Linked DNA regions of Mus musculus: region 1 is linked to region 2. The links are chromatin contacts, called in public Hi-C maps. All regions are on one chromosome and are shown on one strand. The core of a region is the stretch at or near the end of the contact, and the rest is flanking DNA. Distances in the headings are between cores, read along the strand shown.

Evidence for each region. A called contact is a pair of places that touch in the nucleus more often than the background predicts.
Region 1: a contact with region 2 is called in a Hi-C map of DN3 thymocytes, with 2.2 times the contacts expected there. A contact is called at or near these places in 2 of 484 Hi-C or Micro-C datasets (CD8 T cells and DN3 thymocytes), 2 of 130 datasets of targeted methods (embryonic fibroblasts and pancreatic cancer cells) and 3 of 9 other capture datasets (adipose tissue, liver and pancreatic islet).

The regions. Positions count from the first base shown.
Region 1 is chr19:32,405,174-32,409,451 of GRCm38.p6, reverse strand. No RefSeq gene overlaps it. Among named protein-coding and RNA genes, the nearest start is that of 2700046G09Rik, 18 kb to the right of the region's middle.
Region 2 is chr19:32,290,886-32,294,835 of GRCm38.p6, reverse strand. All of the region lies in intron 2 of Sgms1 (sphingomyelin synthase 1), which reads left to right. Among named protein-coding and RNA genes, the nearest start is that of Sgms1, 96 kb to the left of the region's middle.

The DNA.
Region 1 (4,278 bases), core at 1,247-3,746, 110 kb before region 2:
CTGATCTTTGACAGCTACTCACCTATTATTTCTGCCACCAACAAAAGAAACACTGCTGTAACAGTTGGTGTTTTTTAATGCAAAACTGACCCCCCCAATCCTGTTCATCTCCCCATTCCCTCATATCTGCCCTTTGCTCATACAACCTCCCCATCCCCAACACACACACACACACACACACACACACACACACACACACACACACACACACACACACACATTAAAACAAAAAACAAAGAAAACATTTCATCTCCCACCTGCAGCAGTAGTGAGGGTGTGTGGAGGGAAAGGACATTAACCTCGCATCCGAACCACCTTACAGTAGATTAACAGTGGGGCTAGCTCTCCTGCTCTTGCCTTCTGGGCTGGCTCACCGGCACCCCTACCACCAGGGTCAGCTCTGGTGTGCCTTTTAGGTGAGGTGCAGGGCCTGATCCCCCAAATGCTGCAGTTGGTGAGGGGCAGGGCTAGCTCTCCCAAGCTCATGACTCTGTAGGCAGGCAGCTCTCTTGACTGCTGAGATGGTGAGGGGTGGAGGCATAACCTCGGTACCCATGCTACCCCATGGCAGACAAGTGATGGGGTTGTCTTCTGCTACTAAGGCTGGCTCCACTCTGCTGCCTGGCTGAGAACAGGGTAGGCTCTCCCAGTGCTACTGCCAGTGAGAGGCAGGGCCAGCTCTCCAGAGTGCCAGCAGCCAGTGAGGGATGGGGCCAGTTCTGCACAGCCCCTAGACATCCACATGTTTCCTGGCAGCTGCCTGGATCGGGGATGCCCCCATGATCTCTAGTGGTAATAGGAACTATTGACATTGACTCTGACTCTATAGCCCAGACATGGCCCTCGGTGGCAGCTCAGACTGGGACTTTATGATGGCCCCAGGTGTCCTGGCTGGCTACTTCTCTCCACCGTCGAGTCTCGAGTTCCATCTCTTCAAAATGCTCAAGCTGCTCCACTTCTCTTTCTCTCCCATCTGTGTCCACCACATACTCACACACTGTGGTGGCTCCCACTGCAGGCTGGCTACCCACCTGGCAAGCCCTTGTGGCACGAGAGTGTCTGTGTACCACTTGTGTTGTGTGCTGGAGGGCAAGTCTGTGGGTGACATGGGGGTTCATGAGTCCCTCTGTGTGTGTGTGTGTGTGTGTGTGTGTGTGTGTGTGTGTGTGTGCATGTGTGTGTGTCTTCTTCCCATGTTTCACTGTGTGATGGTAGGCAGGGTTCTGTGTGTCTATGGTCTGCCTGTACTGTGGGTCTTTGGAAGACAGGTCTGTAGGCATCTTTCCCAGTCTGCATAGCATGACATGGCAGAACACAGTTTTGTCTTCCTCTTCTAGCTCTGTACTGCCTGAATTTGATTTGATTTGATTTTCATGTGTCCCAGGCACGAAACAGCCTTGGCCACCAAGCCAGGCATCAAGCTAGGATGAACAAAAGATTGCCATCAGCTCTGCCCCTGACTGACATAAAAACATTACAATCACCAAAGTGTCTCGTTGCCCCATTGCCAGGGGGATAGTAAAGGGTTTTAAAGTGTACAATTTGTCTCAATACATAAGTCATTTTATTTAAAAAAAAAATCCCAGGGCTGAGGAATGAAGTTTCACAAGTTATTTATTTTGTCTCCTAGCAGGGTTTCTGGTGGGAAATAATGAATAGAATTGTGTGATGGGCTGTTAAATTTGAAATTATATCACCATTATACAAAGGAAATAAAATAAATGGCCCATATTCCCTCCCTACCCCACACATAATGTAGCAAATATATAAAGTGAATGCAACCCTTCTTGGAGTGGTTTTGATGGTTGAGTTTATAATATAACATCTTGAAATAGGAGCAATCTCTCTCTCTCTCTCTCTCTCTCTCTCTCTCTCTCTCTCTCTCTCTCTCTCTCTCTGTGTGTGTGTGTGTGTGTGTGCATCTAACCAGCCACAGTACCTAGATGAAAAAGACATCCCTGGAAGCTACACCTTTGAAGGTTATACCTAGTCCCTGGTCTCTTCTTCTCTTTCTTTGCTTCTTGGCTGCCATAATCGATGCTAACCTATTCCACACAGCTCTCCCTACCATCATGGACTGAGGCTTTTATCTCTGTCTCTGTCCCCTAACCCCCCAACTTTGAAAGCAAGCAGCAGATCTGTGGCTGGAAGACTCAAAGAACAACAGCTTGTGCAAACCCCAAAGGGGCTGTGGTTATTGAAAAGAGAAGTAAGAAATAAAACAGAGATGGGCTTTTCATTTTCCTTGATTATCTTTCCAAAGGAGGAAACAACAGTCCCTTTCTACTTGCGGACAATGAAAAACGTGCTTGACCCGGAGAAAGCTTCCCCAGTATCTCGAAGGAGGCAGGAGCCAGGGATACTTGGTCCTCGTGTCTCTTGTGTATCATAGACACTTTCCCTTGTGCTGCTGTCAAACTGTCTGGGGCATTTGTTCAAACGTTATATTCACCATATACACACTTGTGGGTCGAATATGAAAGTACCTCTAGGTGCACATGCTGACTGCCTGGTCCCCAGATGCTGCTGCTATTTGGGAGGAAGTGGTGCTGTTAGGGGGCGGGGCTAGCTGGGAGGGGGGAGTACATCACCAAGGGAGGAGGAGGAGAAGGAGGAGAAGGGGGGGCTTATGCCTTTTTTTTCAATTTTTATTAGATATTTTCTTCATTTACATTTCAAATGCTATCCCAAAAGTCCCCGATACCCTACCCCCGTCCTGCTCTCCTACCCACCCACTCACACTTCTTGGCGCTGGCGTTCCCCTGTACTGCGGGCTTATGCCTTTGAAGGTTATAAATGCTCCCTAGCCGGGCATGGTGGCAGTTGCCTTTAATCCCAGCACTTGGGAGACAGAGGCAGGCAAATTTCTGAGTTCGAGGTCAGCCTGATCTACAGAGTGAGTTCCAGGACAGCCAGGGCTACACAGAGAAACCCTGTCTCGAAAAACCAAAATAAGTAAACAAACAAATAAATGCTCCCTACTCCCTACTCTCTTCCTTTCTCTCTGCTTCCTGGCCGCCATGATGGAAGCTGATCCACTCTACCCAGGTGTCTTCATCACTGTGAACCTCTCCAGCCACAAGCTAAAATAAATTATTGTTTCTTTAGCTACTTTGTCACAGCAATGAAGGCTTGCTAACACGACATTACCTGTTTCTTCATCTGTGAAATGGGGCTAAATTATAGTCTCTGCCTCATAGAACTATGAACATCGTAAAAGAATAACTGTGCAAAGTAAACGCAAGCGTGTATTAGTGCCTTTCACATAGAGTTAACTGTTCCCAGATTAATGTGTGCTGGGATGTTCACATTAGCCTAAATCTGTGGGAACCTCTTATGAATATTCTTGACAACTCACAAAGACCACGGAAAACTGCCTTTTAGAGACTAGGCACTTTCCAGTTCACTTATGGTGTTTAGCATGACAGACACGTTGTGGACACTCTCCAAAATGTCGTCCTCTCCTCGACTCAGTTGATGGTGTCTTCTTTAAAAATGAAACATGGGAAAGGGGGAACCACAGGACACATAGTAACTTAAGTTGCTCCCAAGTTGGTTTGTTGTGTGTATCTGTTGCCAAGGAAACAGGTTTTGCCTTTCAAATCAGAGTGTGGGAAAGTCAGAGTGCTGCCACTGATTTAGGCCTCAATGTGGGAAGCAAGGTAGCCTTTTTACTCCCTGTGGTACATGATTTACAGCCTGCAGTCACTGGGTGTCAATGTCTTCATGTCTAAAAATGGAGGAAGGTAGATTCAGCCTTCATAGTCTCTGGGAAAATGCTACTTCCTATGCTAAGAACAAATACTATCTCATTCTGGTGATGTCAGGTACCTGGAATAGACAGATTTGTAGATACCAACAAAAGTAGACTAGGGGATGGATGCCAAGGGCTTGGAATGAATATAGCAGTTCTGTTTGAAATAGATTTTAGTCCTGTCCATAAATATGAGTGCACTTAGTGTCATCAAATTGTATATTTTATCACGGAGACTGAATTTACCTATACACATATAACTGCTTCCTAGACAAAGCTTTGAGAGCAAGTAAAGTTTTTCCGAACTTTTTAGCTCAGCATCATGAGTTATTTAGTATTCAAAAGGAAGTTGGGATTTATGGACGATGGTCAAAATATCCCCTCCCCCATCCATCTTTTGGTTGATGTCACCTCTACTTTCCTTACACTCTCAATGGCACATCTCTGCTTGAAACCTTATTTCCAAGGTCTCTCAGAGGGACCCAGTGGGAGATAGTTCTACAGTTCCAGTTTTTGTACAAGTA
Region 2 (3,950 bases), core at 941-3,440:
AGTTTAAAGCTTTCAACTGTTGGTTATGTGTTCTGTTACGAAACTTCCATAAGGCAGAATTGCATATTCTGCTGAAATATCAACGTTGAAGGTTAGCTTGTTGGTAATTAACACAGGAGTTTTATTGTGTGCGGCATTCAGCATGGCCCTGGGGATGAGGGATGGACGTGACTATAACAGCAAGGGAATGAAGAAAAGGCAGACCCAGGGATACACACACAGCAAAGCAGGGGTCCTGTGGCCTGGCCTCTCTGAGGGAGGAACTGTAGCATCCTGGATGCTCAGTGTGTTTGTTATGTATGGTTGAGTGGGTGGACCAGGTAACTGCACACAGGAGAGCACAGAGGAGGTGTTACCACATGCAGAGAGTGAGGAAGCAGGGCTATGGCTTACACCTGGATCCAGGAGGCAGGTTTAGTTAATCTTGGTAGGGGCATGACTAGACATAAATATGGGGTGGGGGGTAGCTACAGTGGATGTTTTTTGTACACACTTATCAACATCACATCTGGACTGGAAGAAGGCCTTGGCTCCCTCTAAACTTCAGCCTGGGGACTGGGGGGCTTTGTCATTTTCCCTGTGGCCGAGGGTTTGAAAAATTCTGTCTATAGCTTTTTAGAGCAGAGCATACTTAAAACATTAATGGGGTTTCCTTGTTGTGTGTTTTCTGTTTTTCTCCTAGATTAAATTTTCTGTGTGAATTTCAGATCTTCAATTTTCACTGCCTTGTTTTCTCCTTTGATTCATGTATATATTTCTGTGTTTTAGAAATTGCTCATCTCTCCTAGCACCAAGCCCGCCTTAGATAGTGATCACAAAGTGTCTCCCAGGGTTGTCATGCTCCAGCAGGTTACAAAGAGGAAAAGCAGAAAGAAGGGCGCTCCATAGAGAGGCTATCATGGTAGCACATCTTGGCCTATATTCTGAGAATTAATGTGAACCTAGTTTATGGGTATTGGCCACTGATGAAGGATTCCAGTGAGCTGACACTTCCTGTCCTTTCAGTGATGACCTGAGGTCACCATTGATGCTCTGGGTTGTTTCCTCGTATCTCTCATTATCATGTTGAATTTTCAGCTAAGTATATTTCACATTGCTAGTGAAATGCATCGAAGCTCTGTGGCTCTGCCACTTGCTGCCTGTGATGCTGGGATTCTGTTGTAACTCCTTGCCTGTGTGGTCATTTGTGAAATGAGCTAAGGGTAACAGCATCCACTTGAAAGAACTCCTGGAGACAGAGTGTTCATCCATGCTTAGCACAGTGCAAGTGAACACCACAGCTCTGCCTTTATTTATTTTAAAGGTGGCCATGTGCTGAGAGAACACCAAGCCTGCTTCAGATAGAGATCACAAAATATTTCCCAGGGTTGTCATGCTCCAGCGGGTTGGCTAAGAGGAAAAGCAGAAAGAAGGATGCTCTGCTAGAGAGGCAAAATGTTCTTCACAGGAGATGGGGCCGGAAGTGAGAACGATGAAAGAAAGAGCTGGTGTGGAAATGATCAACCCACAGGACTCCCGTTCAGTTCCTGGGAGGTGGGAACCCACGGAAGAATCAGTGTGCAAGCTGATCCATGCTGACTCATGGAAAAACAGGATTCCACTGGAGATTCAGGGCGACCTGTGAGAAGGTGTTCTGAGGGGTCCTAGAAGATGGGCAGGCCAGCACCTCTCCATCACACTTGCTTTTTAAGTTCTGGGCCATTTGAAGCAAAACCAAAGAAAAACCAGGCTGCCCGAGCAGGGAATAGATTGGCTGCAGTGAGGAGTTCTCACTTGGAGAAAAGCCTGCGGAGACAGTAGTGCTAGGTATCCACTGCTGTGGTTCGTTCTCTGTCTGTCTGTCTGTCTCTGTGTGTGTGTGTGTATGTGCGCGTGTGCACAGTTAGTTTGGATCTGTCCTAGGCAGGGAAAGACAACTTCTCTGTTTTCCTACTATTGCAAAGTTCTCTTTCCTTATAGCATGTGACAAAAATATTTTTTTCTTCTGATTTTCTTCCAGTTAACTTTGTGTCTGGGTTTGCAATTTTTCTTTCCTTTTTTCTTGATTACTTCTAAATTCTTTGTAGATAGGTGTGGTTAGAAGTAAAAACAGAAAAGTGAAAGTACATCAGAAACTGAGTCGCTCCAAAATATGCACACATAAACAGGAAATATGTTTCCTAGCAACTAGCTTCGTTGACTTTGGCTGGAGACCTTCCTTCTGTGACTTGAAGAAAGAGTCATGGAAATACAGCTGTCAGAGAGGTGGATGGCCATGCAATGAGTGTCTGCTTCCTAGAACGAAGAGAGGCTTTTCTTTGTCATCTCATCTGGAATCGCTTCACTCCTCGAGAGCGATTTGGATACTGAGGGTTTTCAGAACAAATGAACAGGTGCACAGCTGAGCCGGTGCCAGAAAGTGACTTTCTTTGGAATGCTTACAGACTTTATTAAAATGTGCTGAATGAGTTTGATCCTTCACCATTCCCAGCGCAGCCTTACCTCATGCCAAAGGCATGGAAACGGTGAGAGGCAGCTAGAGGTGATCTTACATTTCCATAGAAAGTACAGCTCTCCATCCATGAGGCCGCTAGCAATGGCCGTCAGGGAGTCAAGACTGTGACTCACGAGAAGAGCCTGCTGTCCTGTCCTGGGGTTTGGCCTGTGCCTATTTTCTGCCAAAATAGACATGACTAACACAGGGAGAGCCTAGGGCCTCAGCAAGGAGATAAGAGATCTGTAAGCTCAGGGCTGTGGAGACTGGAATTTGCACAGCTATGTAATGGGAAGAGAAGTGCTGGGGTTGGAGATCTCTAGGATCAGGGAGCAGCTGCCTCGGGTAGTGAACAGAAAGAGGAAAGAAAGCAGGGTGCTGTGATACCAAGAGTTTGGAAGTTTGAGCATGTTAGCCATGCTGCCAACAGGTTGTGTCGGCTGCATGACAAGGGGGTAAGGGCAGTACCACAGAGGAAGGCTGCTTGCTTGCAGTACGGATGTAGTTGAAATGGATCCATCTTAATCCAATGTAGACCCTTGATTAACAGTTGGTAAGATCTACCAATAATTTAGCTGCCACAATGGAAATGAGCCCGCTCAAATTATCTACTTTATAACAGAAAGGGCCATGTGGCTCATATTTAGAATGAAGATCAGCGACGTGAAGCAGACTGACTGGAAACCAGTCATTCTGAATCTTGCTCTCTGTTATTCCCCGAAAAGTCCCCAGGACCCTTTGGACAAATTACCTCATCCAGAACAGAGACAGGACATATGCAGGGTAAGGCCAGAACATTTTTATTGTGAGAAAGTAAAGGAATAAAAGTGAGAAAAAAATAAATATGGCAAAAATATATAGTTGACGGCTTGAAGGAGCCCCCACTGGCCAAGTCTGAGTACCAGAGTAAATAAAGTACAGGAGCGACATAGGGATCTGTCATAAGAAGAGCAGGGTGTGTACTAGCCCTAACTACTTCACCAGTGAACAAACGATGAAGAATGCTGACAATGAATGAATAATAGTGTGGAAAGAATGTTGCAGTCAGGATGCTGCAGCTGTCAGGACATATAAGGCATGTAAAGGAGGCATCATGGACACCTGGGAAGTTTTCTTCTTACCTCTCCCCTGCCCCTTCTCCCCCTCTTCTTTTTTCTCCTTCTTCTCCTCTTCTTTCTCCTCCTCGTCCTTTTTATTCCACCCCGTCTGTCTTTTCCTTCATCCTATGCAGCTTACTGTATATCCCAGGCTGGCTTTGAACTCATGATCCCCCCCTGCTTCAGTTTTTCAAGTATCGAGATTATTACAGGGGTGGGAAAGGGGAATTTTGCGGTAGGTCATGATACTTGGATGGTCTTAAAATGTTTTCCTCTAGGTGAAACATTAGTTGCAAGGAGAATGGAGTGACTTCTTTTTATTGAACAAAGTAGGCATTGCTTTGGGATGAGACTAAACTTGGCACCTTCAGATGTGATAT